Linked DNA regions of Mus musculus: region 1 is linked to region 2. The links are chromatin contacts, called in public Hi-C maps. All regions are on one chromosome and are shown on one strand. Each heading gives the region's core, a stretch centred on a gene start, on an enhancer-like site or on the middle of the called end of the contact. The rest is flanking DNA. Distances are from core to core; before and after follow the strand shown. Region 1 overlaps Spef2 (sperm flagellar 2). Region 2 holds the start of Il7r (interleukin 7 receptor).

Region 1 (6,442 bases), core at 2,063-4,562, 140 kb after region 2:
TTGTGACTAAGCACCTTTATGCACTAAGCTATACCACTAGCCTCATCTGTATCTACTCTATGACCGTCTAATTGAATGTTTCTGGCTATACACAGATTCAAGTGTCTAATTAATGTTGTTAAACAGTCATCTTCTCCATATGCCTAAACACTTCTTGTTATTGTACATCTCTCCTCTTCCTCTCTGAACTTCTAAGCACCTGGCCTGACAGGGTGACCCCACATCTCCGGTGGAACAGGGAAGACATTGAGCTTTTTAAACAAGCATTTTGCTCAGTTGGAGGACTTTTCCTTGAATCCAAAAGGAATGTAGCCCAGTGGTAGAGCATATTCTCTGCCTGTGAGAGATCCTGATAGAATCTGCAATACCATTCAAACAAAAAGAAAGTAAAAAGAGTATTCCCACGTCTGGACATAAATATTTGTTTCACATGGCTGAAGTCTCCACAGTCTAAATCTAGACAGGTAGCCTGCCATTCTAATTTATCATTCTTTTCTATGTGAGAACAAGAAACTGACAAGAAACTGACAAATAGGATTACAGATCACTCTGTCAGTCACCTGATTGTGTCTTTCCTTTCCCAGGAGTTTTTGCCTGATGAAGCTCCTTGTCTTTTTCTGCTTCAGAAGAAAGGGGAGGGCTCATAGCGGGAGGCTCAGCCGGGGGAGCTCCTGCCTTTTTCTCAGTTTCCTTTTCTTCCAGTGTCTTTTCAACTTCAGAAGGATGAAAAAACAAACCTTCATTAGGGATTCTGGTTGCCTATTATTTCATTTCAACTAACAAATATCAAAATTATTTTGCAATTATACTGAAAGAAAGATGAAATTTCAAGATCTGTAAGTCATATAAAGTACTCAGAAATTGCTGGTTGTTTGTGGGCCTAGAGGCTGCCTGGGGCTGAGAAAAAAAAAAAAAAAAACAAACCTGGTTATGCCCCGTAGTTAAAACGTTCCTGGGAACAGCTTAACCTTAAAGATAAAGGGGAATGTGAGGACATAACAGGGCTATCTGAACTGAGTCAACAACTCACAGAACTCTGACACCCTGTATGTACATGTAATTTTTCTGCTGATGTTTGAATAAGCCAATAGTGTGTCGCTATGCTGAATTCCACACCCCTAAGCCCCTTACCCCATAAAAACCCCTAGCTTCCGAGCCTAGTGGCTGGCATCCATTATCTCCTGTGTGGGATGCATGTCGGTTCGTAGCTCCGTAATTAAATGACTTAATGTAATTACATCAAGATGGTCCTTCGTGATATTTTGGGTGCACGCCGAATCAGGAATTGAGTGGGGGTTTCCCCACTAGGTTCTATCATTTGGAGGTTCCACCAAGATCTGGGTGACACCCAGGAACCCTGAAGGACCCCTTGGAGGTACGTTTGTTTGTGTGAGTCTTGTATGTTGTCTGTTGTCTAAGTGTCTAAGTGTGGCATTGCTGAACTTGTGTCTTGGTTTTTCAGTTCTGAGATTGTGGGTTTGAGTCTCACCTTGTGTCTTGGTTTTTCAATTCTGGTATTCTGTATTCTGGCAGCTGCCACTTTGGACCGTGAGGACCTAGTGGCTGTGGGAGGAAGATGTTCTAAGGCTCTGCAGGCTGCAACCTTGGAAGACGTTCCAAGGGTGACCCTGGAGGAAGTGCCCAGGGTGAGGGACAGTCAGAAAGGTCTGACTGTCATCTGGCAGAGTGAGAAAAATAAGGTGCTTTTTCTGCCAGAAAGGGAGTCGATGTGGATTCCCACCCCTGTCAGGAAGTAGTGTTTGGCTGGTTGTACAAGTCCAGGGGCTGACAAGTGTGCTTAGATATACTGGTGTCTTTTCTTCTCTGTTGCTGATTTGTTTTTGTTTGTGGTTTTCGTCATGGGATACAGACACCGTACATCAGAGATAAAGTGGAATCCCTCCCTGCCTGTCTGTCTGTATGTCTGTGTCTGTCTGTCTTGTTCACTTGTGTGTCCTCCATTAGACCACCTTCGGATTCTGTTTTGCTTTTGGTTTGTCTGGTTTCAAGTCTGGTTTTGGTCCCAAGGAGTTGACTGATTATCTTGGTTTGGTTTTAGGCCGGTCTCAGGTTCTGGGGGCCTTCCCATGGAGAGAGGTCCATTTGGGTTGGTTGCAGTGATAGTGAGATGTGCCAAAACGTTGCAGGCTACAACACTGGAGCATGCTCCCGTGTCAAGCTGGGAAGTTGGATCTGAAACAGTCCTTCTCAACCCAGCAGCAGCTAGGGTTCAGTATATGCCTGGAACAGATAGTGTCAGGCTTCTCTGGGAATCACGTGTAAGACACCCTGTATTGGTCTTGCTTGTGTTTGTCATTTCTGTGGTACTGTGATTCTATGGTGGTTAACTGAAAATGGTTTCTGTGTGTGTCTTGTGTGTCTCTATGTGTTTGGACTTGGACTAACAACTGACGACTGTTTTTGAGTTATGCCCTCTGGAATAAGCCTAAGAATCCTGTCAGATCCCTATGCTGACCACTTCCTTTCAGATCCTCAGCTGCCCTGGAAAAGACCTGTGGCATACTTGTGAGAAATTAGACCTGGTGGCTGTAAGATAGCCTGCTTGTCTGCACATAGTGGCTTCTGGTCAGGGACGCAGATAAATTGACTCTGGGACAAAACTTGGCACATGCCCTAGAAAGTGTGGTTCAGCCCCCCTGACTGACAGCTGACTAACGCTCAGGTGACACATTACAAGACTCTGTTGTTCAATTCTGATAGAGTCACTTTTGCCTCCCAAGTCTGAACTCAGCTACCCTGCTCCCACACCCAGACTTTCAGCAGGTTCTTGCTGAGACACATAGGTGACATGGAGATCTGATGGACCAGTTACTAGAGGGTGCATATGTTACTTGGTTCACAGACTGGAACAGCTATCTAGAAAAAGAAAAAAACATACTGGAGCAGCTGTGGTAGCTGGACAGGCCCTGCCAGAGGACACATCGGCTCAAAAGACTAAATATCTACACAGATAGCTGGTATGCTTTTGCCACAGCCCACGTCTATGGGACCATATATCAACAGAGGAGTCTACTGACACCGGGAAGAAAAAGAAAATAAGAACAAAGAAGAAATGCTGGCTCTACTGAGGCCCTCCACGACCCTGCCAAGGTAAACATCATCTACTGTCCTAGTCACCAGAAGAGAGATACCATGTTAGCAAGGGGCAACAACAATGTCAAATGTCAAAGAAAATATAAGAATTGAAAAAAAAATATTAGGTAAAACAATCTAGAACATCAAAGTTAGAAGTGCATAAAGAAAGGAGAGCCATCACATGTAGCAGTGAATGCCTGTAATCTCAGTTCTTAAGAGGTTGAGTTAGGAGAATCACAGGAAGTTGAAAGCCACTCTGTCCTGCACAGTGCCTTTTACATCATCCTACTATCTCATGAAATGAAAATAATAAATAACTCAAGCAGTATGATATGAGATGTAGGATGCCAGGTGTAAATGGTAAAACTACTGTTAGTCTACCAACTCAAATGGATGATCACACACCTAAGAATATATAGACAGCAATTAAGTGGATTTTGTGAGTTAAAATAACAATGTGCTGGATGGTGGTGGCTTGTGCCTTTAATCTCAACACATAGGAGGCAAAGGCAGGCAGATATCTGAGTTCAAAGACAGCCTGATCTACAGAGTGAGTTCCAAAACAGCCAGACCTACTGTACTGGCTAGTTTTGTGTCAACTTGACACAGCTGGAGTTATCACAGAAAAAGGAGCTTCAGTTGAGGAAATGCCTCCATGAGATCCAACTGTAAGGCATTTTCTCAATTAATGATCAAGGGGGGAAAGCCCCTTGAGGGTGGGACCATCTCTGGGTTGGTAATCTTGGTTCTATAAGAGAGCAGGCTGAGCAAGCCAGGGGAGGCAAGCCAGTAAAGAACATCCCTCCATGGCTTCTGCATCAGCTCCTGCTTTCTGACCTGCTTGAGTTCCAGTCCTGACTTCCCTTGGTGATGAACAGCAGTATGAAAGTATAAGCCGAATGAACCCTTTCCGCCCCATCTTGTTTCTTGGTCATGATGTTTGTGCAGGAATAGAAACCCTGACTAAGACACCTACACAGAGAAACCTTGCCTCCAAATATAAAAAAAAAAAAAAATAGAAAAAGAGAAAGAAAGAAAGGGAGGAAGGGAGGAGGGAGGGAGGGAGGGAGAGAGAGAGAAGAAAAGAAAAGAAAAGAAAAGAAAAGAAAAAAAGAAAGAAAAGAAAAGAGAGAGAGAGAGAGAAAGAAAGAAAGAAAGAAAGAAAGAAAGAAAGAAAGAAAGAAAGAAAGCAAGCAAGCAAGCAAGCAAGCAGAAGGATGGAAGGAAAGAAGGAAGGAAGGGAGGGAAAGGGAAGGAAGGAAGGAAGGAAGGAAAGAAGGAAGGAAAGAGAAGGAAAGAAAGAAGGGAAAGGGAAGGAAGGAAAAAGAGAAGGAAAGAAAGGGGAGAAAGAAAGAGAAGAAAGAAAGGAAAAAAGAAAAATACTTGATGACAAAAAGTTGGGTTGGTATGAAATGCGGGGGTGGGGTGGATCTGTGAGAAGTTGGGAGAGGAAGAATATGATCAAGATACAATGGTTACTCTTAACCATTTAATATGTTCGCAAACATATGTGCATAGGATTACCTTTGATCTTTTTGTTTACTGTTTCAGTAGCAAAAATTTCTTTTACTTTTTGGCATAAGAGCGCTTCATCTATTTCAGCATTGACTTTCGTCAGAATGTTTTTTGGCTGTGTAAACCACTCTTCCAACAGTGGCCAGTTGTCCAAGAAGCCAACAATTCTGCGAAATAAAGACATTATATGACTATGTGGTACTCATTTAAGTGTTTGTGTAAAAAGACATTAAACATGATATCTAGTAGATTGACAGTTCATAATGAAGAAGTAGCCTGGCCATGGAATTCAGTCCCCAAAATTAACTTTTATGGAATCTATATGTGATGGAAAAATACTAAATTTAAAGAACTTGTCTGATGGCATCAAGGTTTAAGCTTTAGAATTTTAGAAGTATGGATGGAAAGGTTTGAAAATGCTAAGCATTTGGCAAACATCTGGCTTTTGTTCAAATCTCTGTTTGAAAATGAAAGAAAATATCATTCACAGTAATGGCTGACTTCATTTAATGGCTCTTTCAGTGATGCCATAGCCCCAACACTCAGGTCATACTTTTTATTTCCCTTATAGATACAAAGTGAAGAGGTCTTTAGGTAAGGAGAGAAGGCACAGGCTAGTTAGCTTTGTAAAAAGTTATTCTTGAATCATTGTCTCCCTCCCCCACCCTTAGAGCATAGACAGCTTCCTATAGCTCAAATTATACTTCCTGCTCATTTATTTTTAGATATCTCGAGTTTCATGAAATTGCCTAATTTTGTCTAAATTTTCTTTTCCAAAGAAAAGTTACACACAATTCAGAGAAATCCAGGTAACTTCATTTTGGTAAACTCGAAAAGCTACTATAAACTTTTTCAGTTTTGACTTTCAGTTCTTTGAAATTCTGTGATCTTTCACTGGTAGTAGTGTTTGCTGAATTCTACAGATATAACTTAAAAGCATTTTCTTTTTCACATTTTTTCTTCTTTTACTTTCTTGGCCTTTTTTTGTCAGGTAATTTTATTAATCATGTTAATGCTAAAGTTTGAACCAATGACAGATAAAATGATTGTATGTCTCAAGGTTGAAGTTAATCATGCCTAAAATCGTAGCCATCAAACCTGAAACTGTTTCACCTACACTAATGCATTTATATACTTTTCATTCTTTTCTTCTCTTTTTAGACACACACACAAAATACATTGTTACAATGTATTTCAATACATTATATGTTGCATAATAGGGTAAGAAAAGGGAGTCGCATAAACATGATTCACTGTCTTAAAAGCAAGCTGTTGATGAGTTGGTATTTGAGAGATACATTAGCAGGAGTGTCAACCTGACCCAGTGTACAAGCCATTTTTAAGGCACTGAACATTGTAAAGATAACCTGATTTTTAAAATTATTTCATTTTTGTGCTAAAGATTTTTAAAAGATATTTTTTGCTTAAAAGCATTTTCTGATTGGCTTGTTTCCCCAGACTCTGACAACTGTGGCTGCAAATATAAACGTTTTTCACATACTATTTCACTCAATGCAGAAACATAGTTTTGATTTAACCTGTAGAAGATTCTGTGGTAGGGGATGAATCTCCTTTCTTTTTTGTAGATTCTTATCATTTGAAAGTCACCAATTGTCACCTCTTTGAAGGGCAACAAATAGGAAGTGCACAAAGCAGAAAACATACCTGTGCTGTATGTGGTCTCTTAAGTTCCGGTCCTCGCTCTTATTATCTTGGCTTGTACCAGTTCCAGGACGGCCAACATTTTCATGAGAAATTTCATGTGAGATTTCTTTAGCTATGGTACAAAAATTACTTAATTAGACAATCAACCAAACCAATCAAAGTTGCT
Region 2 (5,912 bases), core at 1,568-4,067:
ATGGGCCTCTCTTTCCAGTGATGGCCGACTAGGCCCATCATCAAGTTTCTTGATGTATGGTAGAAGTTGTTGCCTGTCCCTACATGACAGCTCTCAGCTCTCATACTGTCTTGTGCTTTGCTTGTGCCTGTAACCAACTCTCTGTAACAGATATGACTTACTGTTTGGATTTAGGTATCCTGTGGTTCATCTTTATTACCTAACATTTCCACCTATGACAGGAGACAAAGAGAGCATACTTTAAGCAGATGACAGACACCAGCTGAAGAGTGGACCTCTATACACTTCAGCCACCCAGTCTGACAAAGTATGTCTCAAGCTATCTCACACAATATGCAAAAAGCTGATCACGCCATGTTTTCCGCAATCAAAGCAGTTGTCTCTGAATGACCTGTCCATTGACCCTTTAGCAGATGTTGCTACTGGGGCACAATTGCTCTGTAACCCACAGTGGGGGAAAGTCACATGCCATTGTGGGAGAATATTCTATCTGCTGTGAGCTAAAGAGCTCTTAGCTGAGAGTGGATATGCATACTGATCTTTGCTGTTCTAACTTTGTAGCTGGGCTCTCTTACTGCATACACAGACACTCAAAGCCCATATTCATATGCACACACACATTATAGAAGCCACTGGATGGATTTGCACAGAGGTTTCATTTACATTACAGTAAGTTCTCAGTAAGGGTGAGAGCTCTCCCAGGAGTCTTGGAGAAATCAGTATGAAAGGCAATATGTGAATTATAATTATGCAAATATACATGCAGCATTTGGAGTTTTTTTGAAAAAAAATTGTAGTATATCAATGGAAGCTTTTATTCTTACTGTGGTTTTGACATTATGTGGAACAATGGTCACAGTGTTCAATAGGAAGCATCTAAGCATTAAGTAAAAATTCTAGGTATAGAAATTTAAAGCATTTGGAATACATATTCTAAGTAAGGCAGTGTCATTTAGAAGACAGTGATTACTTGATGAAGAGCTTGAACTGTCAGGGCTTTTGCGGTTCCCTTTGCTTGATTTGACTATCCTTTAGTTACTAGAAAATTGACTAGTAGATTGCTGCCAGCACAAAGTGGGAGGTATCGTGACATGCCTATGTGACGCATATGGGTGGTTATGATCATCAATCTAAAAACATTTCAAAATTTAAAAAGGTGAAGTGAAAATCCTGTTTAACAGCAAGAATTTTTACTTTTTTTTTTTTTTTGTAAGAAATAGCATGGCCAAGAGGGAAGCATAGGGGCAAAGGATTGTACCAAACAGCAGCATGGTTCTCGTGCTTCCTGCCAGCTATTTGCACACATTTAACATGAGATAATGACTCTCCCTCACCAAGTGACTCATGCTCCGTCATGCTGAAGAGTGTGACTCCTCTGATGATTCTCTTCATAAGAACATGCAAGGGTTTTCCATCCTTGCTGATTACAAAGTAAAGTCACACAAATATCTAAGCTTAGGATGCACAACTAAAGGCATTTGACTGAAGAGCTAAACTACAGAGCTAGGCTGATGTGTATTGATACTGTGCATAAAGAAAATACAGATGTATTTGATACAAGCTTATGCAATGTAGCTTTAACTGGTCTGGAACAAAGATGATTTTTCTGTCTCAGCCTCTTAGGCTTCAGGACTACAGGGATGTACTACTGCACCCAGTTTAGGAATGCACATATAGGCCAGCCATGGTGGTGTCTGCCTTTAATCCTAGCACTCAGGAACCAGAGGCAGGATGCACACACACACACACACACACACACACACACACGCACATACACAAAGACACACACACACACATTCCCCTTTTAATGGTGTGTGTGTGTGTGTGTGTGTGTGTGTGTATGAAAACAGTTTAATTAATTTGTAGAAACAAATTGGAGATTCACATTCCATGTAGCTGCTGTGTCTGCCAGAGACGTTTGAGTACAGTCCTGTAATTAAAATGCCTATTTTTAAGAAGTCAAGGTCTAAGTATTTTATGGATTCTGAGGAGAATTATGATGACCATATAATGGATTCTCTGAATATAAAAGCAACCCTGTGTATTTCAAAGAAGACACCTTCCTTAGCATACTACTGAATTATTCATCAGCAATCTAACATGAATCTGCCAAAGCTAAAGTATGTTGAAGAAATACATTATAGAGTAACTTCTAAACTCTAGACACTAGAAATACAGTTTTGGTGAATACACAAACCTCTCGTTTCTGGCCATTAATTTATCATGGGTATCTAGGGTTTTAGAACTCCATAAACAGTCAAAACAACAATGGCTTGATTTTTCAGTCTAATACAGTTTTGGAAGCGATCATCCAAAAAGCTCCAACAAAGAACTGATATGAGGTTTCTTTTTTGAAATTACCAGCATACATCCACATTTATGAGCCAGAATTTGAATGAAACTCAATGCTTCTTGACAGTTCTTGAGAGTTACAAGCCATTTGCAGTATTGTCATCATTCCCTCTGTCCTGGTGATTAATACCCACAAAACAACCTAATTAGTGCTAAATTCTTGCTTGCCCTGTTAGAGAACTGTGTAACTTGATCATATATGCTACAGGTAATCTGAAATCCTTTAAAAAAGGAGTTAGAAATGACTCACCATCCTGGGCATTTCCACTTTCTCCAGAAACAGCTTGAATTAAGCAGAAAACTATAGCGAAAGCTCTACCCAGAGCCATCATTCTGAGAGAGAGAGAGAGAGAGAGAGAGAGAGAGAGAGAGAGAGAGAAAGAATAGAGAAGAAGCACGCTTGTATGTGCAAGTGAATGAGAGAGAGGGAGACCCAAACCAGCTCTGTGCCTGCTAAACCACAGACAGGGAACTATGAACATCACAGAAGAAGGCAAGTGCCAGAAACAGGAAGTCTGAGCAAAAGGATTGCTGCTGTAAGCAGAGGTAGAGAAAACGGAGAGGTAGAGTGTGACTTTTTTTTTTCCTGCATCTTGGTATTCCCTGAAGCTCCTGAACTTAACTGCTTACTTTTGAGCAAGGTGGTAGACTTCAAGTGATGCTTCAGATGATCTCAGGGTCCAATGTAACAGGATCACAAGGCCAAAATCCACACTTACGATGCTCCTCAGTTGGTTGGGGATGCTCTTGTTTTAGGAATAATGATGCTAGGATAGAGTTGTCCCACTTAGGGCTGAACCCTCAATGGTCACGCCCAGTTCTCTGCTCTCTGAGAGAGAAGTGAGAAAAGAGCTTCTCTAATGAGAGGCAAGGCTGCACTATTCTATGGGTATAAGGACAAATGTCTAGAAGACAGTTTGATACTCTGTCTTTTAAACAAACAATAGTCCTGTGTTTTCCCCTATGCTCTAAGACCTCCCTGGCACGGGTTCGTGGTCAGATTTATAGTACCAGCCATGAAACACTCCCCTCAAGAACTCAGGGAACACCATGGAGGAGAGAAGGAAAGATCAGAAGAGGCAGGAGCCAAAGAGAAATACAGTGAAATTATCTATTATAAAAATAATAGGATCTTTGTGTTCATAATTTCACAGAAGCTATGGTTGTGACACAAGACTGGCATGAGATCACACCAATCCACATTCCAATATGGACAGAGCAGGTGTTCAAGAGGCCACATCCCTAGCTGAGGCCCTCCTGGCAGGTTGACAAATACCAGGCGATTAAGAGTTAGTTTTCTTTAAAAGTGTGTCCCATGGTAGGTTGCTCAAGCTCTAGTGGGCAGTTATACACTCATGAGCACAAGAGCTGAACTAAGTAGGTTCTGTGGATCCTTTTCTTAAATCATTTTAAGAATTGATTAAGTTATTTATTTATCCTAAATTCTGACTGCAGCGCCCCCCCCCCCATCCTTTGCTCCCAATCCCTCTTTCTCCCTTCCCTCCAACCTTCTCTAACATTCTTCCATTTCTCCACAGAAAAGGGGAGGCCTCCCTTGGATATCAACCAGCCTTGACATATCAAGCTGCAGTAAGACTAGGCACATCTTCTTCTCTCGAGACTAGAAAAGGCAGCCCAGTTAGCAGAAAGGCTTCCAAAGGCAGGCAATGTAGTCAGAGACAGCCCTGGCTTCGGTTTTAGGAGTCCCACATGAAGACCCAGCTGCACAACTGTTACATATGTGCAGAGGGTCTAGGCTTGTCTTGTGCATGATTTCTGGTTGAAAGTTTAGTCTATATGAAAACCTATGTGCCCAGGTTAGTTGATTCCGTAGTATTTCTCAATGTGACCATGACCCCTCTGGGCATCTTCAATCCATCCTCACTCTCTTCCATAGGATTCCCCAAGTTCCACTTAACGTTTGGCTGTGGGTCACTGCATTTGTTTCCATCAATGCTAGGTGAAACCTCTCAGATGATAGCTATGCTAGGCTCCTGTCTGCATGTATAGGAGAATATTATTAAGAGTGTCGGAGTGGGCTCCCTCTCATGGCATAGGTGTCAAGCTGGGCCAGTCATTGGTTTGCCCTTCTCTCTAATTCTGTTTCATCTTTTATGCCCGCACATCTTGTAGGTAGGACAAACTATGAGCTAAAGATTTTGTGAGTGGGTTGGTGTCCCAGTTCCTCCATTGGAAGTCTTTTCTGGTTACAGGAGATGGGCATCTCTGGGACTAGCTAGAAACAAGGGCAATGAAAACTCCCAGGAGTCTATGAGGGTGACCCTAGCTACGACTCCTAGCAATGGGGATATGGAGTCTGGATAATTAAAGAACTAGAGGACATGAAACTGAGAAGGAGAGTAGGTGTTGGAATGCGGTAGGTAGGGAAGACAGGAGGGTGGTTATGGTTTCAATATCCTCAATACATATATACAGTTTCTAAAAACAAAGAAATGTACAAAATAAAGATTTCATCTTTCATAAGCTATTAAAAGATCATTTAAAAATATTTTTTACACTCAATCTTTCAGTGTACAAATGTAGCCATTTTTCTCCTTTGAGTTCTATATATCTCTAGTATACACCTGTACTTAACTATTAAGTACAGGCACGGAGAAATTATTAAATGCAAGTGTTGGCAAATTATGACTCAGGAATGGAATTTGATCCTTTACCTTCTTTCATAAGTAATTCGTTGTTGGAGTCCAATGTTACCCATTTGTTGTGTACTATCTGCAGCTGTTCTCATACATATAGTAGAGATGAGTGGGCAAAGAGATGATATATAAATAGTAAAACTTACACCATCTGACTTTAGAAAACTTCTGATCTCTAAACAGCTACATAAGTACAATCTCAGAATATTTAAAAGAGAGTTTCATCATACTGGTTATCAATTTTTCTTTAACAAAGGCTTCACATAAACTTTATTGGCTCCAAGGCATGTAGGATAGGTGTTGGAGGCAGTCATTATTCAGACTGTGGCTAAACTTGTATGCCAATCCACTTTGTTTTTAACATGGCCTCAAGATGAATTGGTGCTTTTTGTTAAGAATGGCTGAGATTTTGATAAAGTTGGATTATTTTCTTTAAGTTCATTATCAGGGTCCTGTCATAACTAGATAGATGAGTGGCCCCTTTTCAGTTCTTTGAAGGAATCAAGAAATCTGGATCCAGACCATAGAGTACAGTTTTTTTTTAAATTTTGATTCATAATCACACTGTTTGTAAAGAAGCAGTAAGAATGATTATAATAGAAGGAGTTCAAAACATCTGAGTGGATAGGATTTTATGAACTTCTGTTATAGCTAGATTTCTGGAAGAATCAGTTACTTGAGTCTATAAAATGACTAAGTTAGAGTAGATGATCAATGCCACCCAGAGGTTGAATAGCATTAGTACCTGAGAGTTTTAGAGTTTGACTACAACTTGACTTAACTTCCCTCAACATGTCTTAATGAGATGATCTAATAAGAAAAGAAAGGAGATGTATTATTTGTGCTGTTCTCTGAAAATGCCTCCTCAGGTTGAGGGGATCTTAGAGGTGTTATGTGATTTTC

Evidence for each region. Hi-C and Micro-C count contacts between places; a contact is called where the count stands out from the background.
Region 1: a contact with region 2 is called in a Hi-C map of Th2 cells, with 2.3 times the contacts expected there. The contact joins the enhancer-like site here to the promoter of Il7r in region 2. A contact is called at or near these places in 3 of 39 promoter capture datasets (the C10 cell line, macrophages and pre-B cells), 1 of 15 datasets of contacts at CTCF or cohesin (CD8 T cells), 2 of 484 Hi-C or Micro-C datasets (both in Th2 cells), 3 of 115 datasets of contacts at active chromatin or transcription factors (CD8 T cells, the SCID.adh cell line and bone marrow-derived macrophages) and 1 of 9 other capture datasets (liver).

The regions. Positions count from the first base shown.
Region 1 is chr15:9,662,514-9,668,955 of GRCm38.p6, forward strand. It overlaps Spef2 (sperm flagellar 2), which reads right to left. Exons shown (of 37, transcript NM_001305042.1): 17 at 6,277-6,388; 18 at 4,621-4,778; 19 at 561-713. Among named protein-coding and RNA genes, the nearest start is that of Spef2, 83 kb to the right of the region's middle. Within about 2 kb of position 3,313, at least 5 of the 459 cell types and tissues checked have an H3K27ac peak or open chromatin away from gene starts, as enhancers often do. A contact at or near this core is called in Th2 cells, where this site is marked.
Region 2 is chr15:9,527,059-9,532,970 of GRCm38.p6, forward strand. Il7r (interleukin 7 receptor) reads right to left here and starts at 2,818. Exons shown (of 8, transcript NM_008372.4): 1 at 2,603-2,818. The coding sequence starts at 2,684.